2 separate regions of the Gossypium hirsutum genome follow, and region 1 is linked to region 2. A link is a contact called in public Hi-C data. All regions are on one chromosome and are shown on one strand. Each heading gives the region's core, a stretch centred on a gene start, on an enhancer-like site or on the middle of the called end of the contact. The rest is flanking DNA. Distances are from core to core; before and after follow the strand shown.

Region 1 (4,368 bases), core at 183-2,682, 61 kb after region 2:
AGCTCTCAACTCTCTCCCTCTTTCCCCATTTCGGCCATGGTCCGGTCAGTACCCAGGCGCCGGATCGGCGCCGTCCGCCGTCTTTGCCACCTTGAATTTAAAAAATGTATTATTTTTTGTTTTCTTTTTTATTTTTATATCTAAATATATGTATACTATTTTTTAAAGAAAAGAAAAAAAGAAAAATGTTTATATGTACAAAAAAAAGTGAAAATAAAGAAAAAAGAAATAAAAACCTTAACGCGTTTGAATCTTTTCTTCTTCAATACTCGCTTTTTTTATTTCAGATTTGCTTGCAAACATTTTGCTTTTACATTCTTCTCTTTTTTTTTATCAAAAAAACTTTTCAAAAATACAATTCTTTACTCCTCTCTTTTTTTTTTTTTTACAATGGACTTTTGGTTTTGCTTTTATAGCTATCTTACATACATTTCTTATCATTCTATGTCTCTTCTCCATTTGATGGTGTAGGTGCAAGTGGGAGACAAGGTGGTGGAGTAAGTGCAAGTAGGAGGCAAGGTGGTGGAGTAGGTGCAAGTAGGAGGCAAGGTGGCTAGGGTTTTGTATTTTTTTTTTTAAAGTTTAGGTTGTATTGGGCTAGGGTTTTTATTATTTGGACTTAGTTTTGGGTCTGATTTTGTAATTGGGTTTGTGAATTGGGTAGGATTTAGGTTTGATTTTAATTTGTTGGGCCTGGCAAATTTGGGTCTTTGCAAAAATAATAAAAAAATTAATGCTATTCGGGCAAGGCTCGAGCCCAAAAAATGAGCCTAAATTTTTAGTTGAGCTCAGCCCCAACCCAACCCGACCCATAAGCACCTCTAGTGTCAACCATCAATGTTCCAACACCCAAAAATTTAATTCTAATACAAGGGTGTCGGTCATCAGTGTCCCAACACTAAAAAATATTTTTTAAAAATTTTGGTATAAGAGTGCTAACCATCAATGTGCTAGCACCCTATTTTTTTTTTCAAATACTAGTTTAAATGTATACCAATATGATATAGAGCGAAAAAATACAAGGGTGCTGATCATCTAGCCTCCAATACTTAAAAATTTATTTTTTAACACCTAACACAATCATTAGACAATAATTATTTTAAAAAAAAGGCCATTTAGTCCCCTACCTAATTTGCTATTTATTTTAAATTATTTAGGTAATTATTTTTGAATTAAAATTATTTAGGGGAATAATTATTGTATTTGGGTTATTTAGGTAAAATATCGGGGTTTTCCCTTTAAAAAACATTTAGATAATAATAATGTTGCTTATGGTTGCAAAGACGAAATTGTGGAAATTGGGGAAGAAATAAATATAAATGGGTGAGTGGAAATAATAAATAAGGAAAAGTGTTGTGCCGGTAAGGTGTCTAGTGCACTGACCTATACAGGTAGACTCCTAGGGGATGGATTTGAGTGAGTCATTGAAAAAAGCGGACAAGATAGCGACACGTTCCGGAAAACACTAGAAATAATAATAAAAAATTTGGTAGACATGCGATGGATAATGATGTGGGAAAATTTTAGAAAGGTCGTATTTTTTGAGACTACCACGTTGCCTTTTTCATTGCTAAACTTTCCCACTTTTTTATTGCCACTCTTCTTTCATAATTGTAGGACAAAAGGTACCATTTGTTGTGTTTTTTACATGTGCCATTTTCAAATTTAGATATTAGTGTTTTTTCTTTAAACATTAAAACTTCTCGTTTCAATCAAAATCCATCATGTATTTAATCAAAATCTTAAATTAACAGATTTTGATAAATTAGATTAAATTTTTCAAATAAAAAATATAATGATAAATTTTCAAATTTTATCTATATTTTATCCTTTAATATTATTATAATAATATTAATTTTAATTATAATAACAATCATTTAAAACACGAATGAAATGTAATTAAATTAATTAATATCAAATTTTATTATAAGCTCAAAATATTTAAAACGTGGACAATAATGAACCTTAAATACAATTAAAAATAATACAATAAGAGTAAAACATTACACTTTCATTGGCGTCTGCAATCCATTAATATTTGAATTACTTAGTTAAGGAAGATTAAATAAAATGTTTAAAAGGGGAAAATGTAATATCAAGTGGTTACAATTGCATTTGTAATTTCTTTAACTTTGATAATTTGCCTTTTTTGGAATTTACAATATTTAAAAAACAAAATGGGTTAATTCATCTTTCTTCATCATTGCGGACTGGATTAATTTGGATCAAGTAAATCGAATTCTTTTGTAGATGGAGAAATTTTGGATCAATCTGATTTCATTATTGTTTATCTTAATCAGATTTAATTTAATTAAGAAAATTAAATCATTTTAGAATTATTTTTATAAATAAATCATATTCTTTAAAGATTATTTTATTTCTAATAAATTAAATTAATATAATTATAGATTACTCAAATGAAAAAGCTAAATTCGATAAGAAATCTCTTTTATTTCACTACTACTAGTACAAAAAAGAGTCACCTCAAAGCCGTTTTATACATTCACAAGTTCTTTGAAGAAAATGAAGAACTTGAAAAGATTTTGACGAATACCATCTTAATTTTGAAGGGAAGTCTCTTTTCAATATAGTTCAACCGATGAGAGGAAGTCAAAAGTTGTTTTTGAAGAAACTCACCTTTCAATTTACTTCAACTGAATAAATGAGATCAAAATCCATTTTAAGAGCAAGTCACCACGATACTTATTTAACCATCGAAAATCAAGTCTTGGATCTATACACTCTCTAAATTTGTTTTCATGATCAACTCTCAATGACCCTTGAAGTGGGCATCATTAATTCAATATCAAGACTCAACAACTTTTGAATTCAAATTAAATCAAAATTAAATTCTCAAAGAAACATATCGCCAAACTCAACTTCAAAATCAAATCTTGACATCCTTAAAGTAAACTACGTCCTTATAAGATCAAGCAAATTATAAATAAAATTTGACATAAATTTTCTTTATATTAGCTAAATCAAAGAGAAAAATCAAATAAATTTTCTTTATATTAAATAAATTTCACATATCATACCTTTTTTAAAATTATAAATAAAATTTGACTGCAAATTTTCAAATCAAGTTACAATTGTGTATGCACTTCTAAATTGAGGAAATTGGATTGAATGACTTGAAAACCTATCTAATAAATATATATATATATGAAGTATACTACACGTAATGCCATTTTAGGCTATTTTGGTGGAGATTATGATCTAATTATTGTGTGCTACCAAGTCCAAAAATGCTTTTATACTTGAGATTTGTATAGGTTAATTGAAGAGTTTAACATAGAATTTATGCTTTGGGAATTATTTTTTAGAACGACTTGCGTAAGTAGAACAAGTCAGTTACTTGATTTTACAAGTTAAGTTGTAAGAGAAAAAATTATCTTAGATGCAAAGTGAAATTGTTACACTGATTAGTAGTAAGACTTAAATAATTGTTTGGACGAGTCTTTCTGGACTACACCCCGTAGGCATAGTTCAAAACCAAATTGCATAATGGGCTATGTTCTCCTGCTGCTACACCTAGCAGTTATAATTGCTAAATTTGTTCTTGCAAAAAATCGTCTGCTTTTATCATATAAGACAAGAAAAGCTAAGCATCTTTTGTTTGTTTTTCTTTTTGTTCGCACCTTTTGGAGATGTAGCCCTTTCTTTGCGCTCCATCTGCTTACTTGTTTCGTCAACACTCTAGAGCTTTCACCCAGTTTATTTTGCTACATTGTCTTCCTGAACCCTTTGCTTCCCCTCTTGTTTGTGTTTTTGATTCACCCATTTTAGCATCCTTCTGTGTTTCTATCTTGCTGCACTTTATGGCTCCAGGCGACAATCCTCGTCTAAAGGAGAAAAAGGACGACGAAGGGACCAGGCATGTACCACCGTAGTTGCCACTCTCTATTTTTTTCTAGGCTCGATCACTTTGTCCTATTGTTCTTATCTTCACTATTTTCCATGCAAGGAAGGTCAAATTCCCTCTACCTAGTGCTCCGGTTCCTGAGAGCTGTTCTAAGAGAGGTGAAGGGTTGCTTTCGATGGTCTACCTTGTCGTTGAAGGTTAGCGCCTTGTCTGCTAGCGAGTCTTTTCCGGCATCTGCTCCACTTTGTTAGTGATGGGCTTTGCTCAAAGATTCGAGCTACTGCGTCGAGCCTAGGCTATTCTCTGTTAGCTTTTTTGGTTCTTTTGGTGTTAGGCTTAGGCTTATGCCCATCTCCCATGCTCTGGGTTTCTGAAGCAGTTTAAGGGGTGAGTTGGGCCATTTGAATCTTGATTGGCCCGTTTTTATTATTTGGACTTTGTGGATGGCCTCTCGACTCGATTCAACGCACAAGTTCTGTACACTAGGCTTGTGGTTAATGCCT
Region 2 (3,836 bases), core at 761-3,260:
ATATGCCACACAATTAGGCTGAAATGACTATTCCACTCCACTTCACTCATTACGATTCTATGATGGTTCTACAAATTGACATTAAGCCATTCCTTCAGACTTCTAGAAAAAAACCAACTCCTCTTATCCGTCGGAATTACCTAATTCCAAACTTCCTTTGCCCCAAGTCAATCTATAATGGCACGAATAATGTCTTTTGAGTCATGCTTACAAATTGCAAATAAACTATCTATCCCGATCACACGCTTTACTTGTTCCATGTTTGTGAGAAGCCATTGTTTAAAAACAAGCCAAATGAACAACCTAACTCTTTGCGACCCTTTGTACTTCCACAGGATACTCCAAGAAACATCATTTGGGTCCCATGATTGCTCATTTACTTTTCTGTAAACACTTTTAACATAGAAAGGATCCTGTTGAAGAACCCATCCATACAATTTTATCAAGTCCTGCTAGGGGCTACAGAGGAAGTATACTAATAATACGATTAATAGTCATCTGCGTTTCCCAGATTCTTAAGAGTGAACTCCAAATCAAGGTTATCATGGGAAGGGATCTTATTGACCAAAGGTCCAACATCCAAAGTCTAATTATCACCCCAACATTTAATCTTATTTCCATCTCCTACAGACCAAAAATATTTTCATGTAGTAAGGTTAGATTTTAAAAAGAGCCCTCCAAATAAACGAATACCTACCTCTATCAATAGAATTTGGAACATCTTCTTTTAACCCATATTTAGTCCTTAGAAATTAGATCCATAGAGCAAAAGAATTGGTTGCCAAATTAAAAGCCAATTTGAGGAAAAAAAAGGTATTATGAGCCCTTATTTGCTTTAACCCAAGAGCACCACAAGATCGGGGTTGACAAATTAATTTCCAACTCACCAAAGCCAACTTCTTCCCCTCAACCGAGTTCCTCCAAATAAATTTCCTTACCATGTATTCAATTTCTGCACAAATCCCTTGCGGAATCATCCTAGATTACATAAAGTATTTAGGGATCGAAAGCAAGATTGATTGAGCAAGTGTAAATTTTCTGGCCATCAATAATTGTTTAACGTTCCAATGTTGCAACTTGGCTTGGACCTTATCAACCACAAACTTCAAAGAATTGTTTGTTACCCTTTCATGGAAAAGTGGCACACCCAAGTAAGTTCCAAGATTTGTCACTCTTTGAAATCCAAGGACGTTGCTAATAGAATCTCTTAGCTTCTCTACCCCACTTGAAAAGAAAAAAATTGTCTTCTTTGTATTGATTTATGCCTAGAAGAAGTACAAAATTACTCCAAGATACTTTTGATTCTCCTAGCCTATTCAACATCTGCCTGTCCAAAAATAACCAAGCCATTTATAAAAAATAAATGAGATAGGCCTGGACTTAACCTAGATAATTTGATAGGGCGTCAAATTCAAGAATTAATTGTTGAACGGATACTATGCCAAGCCATTCCATACAAAGAACAAACAATTATAGTGATAAAGGGCACCCTTGATGGATGCCTCGTATCAGACTAAATTTTTGTGTTGGGATCCCATTCCACAAAACTTGCATAAACGAACTCGTAATAGCAAACGTAGTAACCTTACATAAAATTTTAAGAATACTTGTTGCCTTCAACAAGACTTCAATAAACTCCTAACTAATTCTATCATAAGCCTTCTTGAGTTTAATTTTTATAGCTATCCATTTCCTGTTCTTTTGTTTACTCCTCATAGAATGGATCACTTCTTAGGTAATAATAACATTATTAGTAATGTTTCTTCTGACAATGAACCTCGCCTACTCTGGAGCAATAATTTTTGGAAAAATAACTCTAAATCGATTCGTTATAATCTTCATAACCAATTTATAGAGGATGGTGCACAAGCTAATTGGACGGAAATAGACAAGACTCTCCGGATTAGAAGTCTTGGGTATAAGGACCAACAAAGAGCAATCCAACTCTGGATCAATATTATGGCCCGCAAAAACCTTCTGGACCCACTCACATACCACATCACTAACCATATCCCACTGACTCTGAAAAAAAGGCATGAAAGCCACCACCACTTGGTGCCTTCAGCGGGACCATATAAAAAAGAGCAGAATTAATTTCGTCCACCTTGACCTCCTTATTAAGGAAAATAACATCCTTATGGTCAAGTCTTAGAAACATATAGGCTTGTAAGTCCCTAATTTTATCAAGTTTCTCCCTATACAATCTCTGAAAGAATCTTATCGGCTCCTATTGTAAATCAGCTTTAAAAATCCATTCCCCAGGGATACGATTAGATTTTCTTATCTGTAGTGTGCTCTCATAGAATAACCTGATATTACGACCTCCCAAAGACAACCAATCACATCTAGATTTCTGTTCCCACAGTAATTCTTCATGGTGGAGAACCTTTTCTAACTCTTTTTGCACCTTTATTTCCCTTTGAGCCAAATTATCACCACCTAAAATCTGTGCACTAATATGACCATAAACAAACTTGTTCAAAGATTTAACATTAGCAGTGAAATGATCCAGGGACTCGGCCATCTTTTAAAAACTCAACGAAATTCGAATGTTTAACCCAACTTGCCAAAAATCTAAAGGGACGTCGTCTAGCAAAGACAACATTCTAGGTAATAATAAGGAAGAGAGGCTTATGATCTGATTTCAGCCTCGGAAGATGAGTTATTATACTATTAGGATAGAACCTTACACACGCATCATTACTAATAGCCCTATCAAGGCATTTAAAGACCTCTCATTTATGCCAAGTAAAAGAAAGGCTTTTGAAACCCAAATTTTGAAGCTCAACACACTCCATAAAACTCCCAAATAATGGGCATCATTTTTCACTCGTTTGACTCCTTTTTTTATCACTAGAAGAAAGCAAGGCGTTGAAATCCCCAATAACAAGCCAATGGATTATTCTAGATTGGATAGAAGATTTTAACCCTTATTAAAGATTCTTTCGTTTCTGCCTATCTAGGCTACCGTAAATGAAAGCAACATAAATAGGAGAAGTATACAACTTATCTAGTACCCGAATAAGGATAAACCAGGGATGATTATATATCACCTCCATATGGATCGACTCTTTCCAACCGACCCAAATAAACCATCAACCTCGACCTAGTGAGAATACTGAAAACCCATCTTAGCAATAACTCTACCAGCTTTAACACCACTAATTCTTGTTTCAAGCAAACTCGCAATGTCCAACTTAAATTCTGTGTTATACATCCCTCATAATGTATAGATGTTACGGGAAACCCGTCAGTCTAATCCAAGTCAATACTAAACTCAAAAAAGCTTGGACCAGATTAAAATCCACTGTCCATGGTTGAACATCCAAATATTGACTGAATACGATCCATGACCCCTGGGTCAAAACTCTATCAAAATCTTCACTGCACTGGAACTTCACCAAAAATTAACCATTTTTAATGTCCATAAGATGAAATGGTTTAGATGGTTTCCACAATATACTAATCTTGTTGTATAAGACAACATATCCAATATTTCGTCCCAACTGTTTGATTACCAAAGTCAACTCCATTTTCTTAACCAGAATTTGTTCGATACAATCCAAAAAATTAATCAACGGTATCTCATCGACAATAAATTTCATAATGTCTCCCTTTAGAAAATCTAGATCTTCTTTATCTTCTAAAACCACCATGCTAGACTCTTCCCCTGAGCATCCAGGACCTATCTCCAATACCTTGTTCCTCCACGACATATTCAAATTCAGAACCTGATTCATTGTCATATTGGAGACCTCATTACCACAATTGTCCTTGAAATAGAGACATCATCATTGCCATTGTCCTTCAAACAGACTTTATTGGTGTGACGATCT

The links. Hi-C and Micro-C count contacts between places; a contact is called where the count stands out from the background.
Region 1: a Hi-C map of hypocotyl shows a contact between it and region 2, with 8 times the contacts expected there. The contact joins two enhancer-like sites. A contact is called at or near these places in 4 of 34 Hi-C or Micro-C datasets (callus, fibers, hypocotyl and 1 more).

What each region holds. Positions count from the first base shown.
Region 1 is chrA08:117,421,344-117,425,711 of Gossypium_hirsutum_v2.1, forward strand. No RefSeq gene overlaps it. Among protein-coding and RNA genes, the nearest start is that of TRNAG-UCC, 3.2 kb to the right of the region's middle. Within about 2 kb of position 1,433, at least 4 of the 9 cell types and tissues checked have an H3K27ac peak or open chromatin away from gene starts, as enhancers often do. A contact at or near this core is called in hypocotyl, where this site is marked.
Region 2 is chrA08:117,360,246-117,364,081 of Gossypium_hirsutum_v2.1, forward strand. No RefSeq gene overlaps it. Among protein-coding and RNA genes, the nearest start is that of LOC107926978, 34 kb to the left of the region's middle. Within about 2 kb of position 2,011, at least 3 of the 9 cell types and tissues checked have an H3K27ac peak or open chromatin away from gene starts, as enhancers often do. A contact at or near this core is called in hypocotyl, where this site is marked.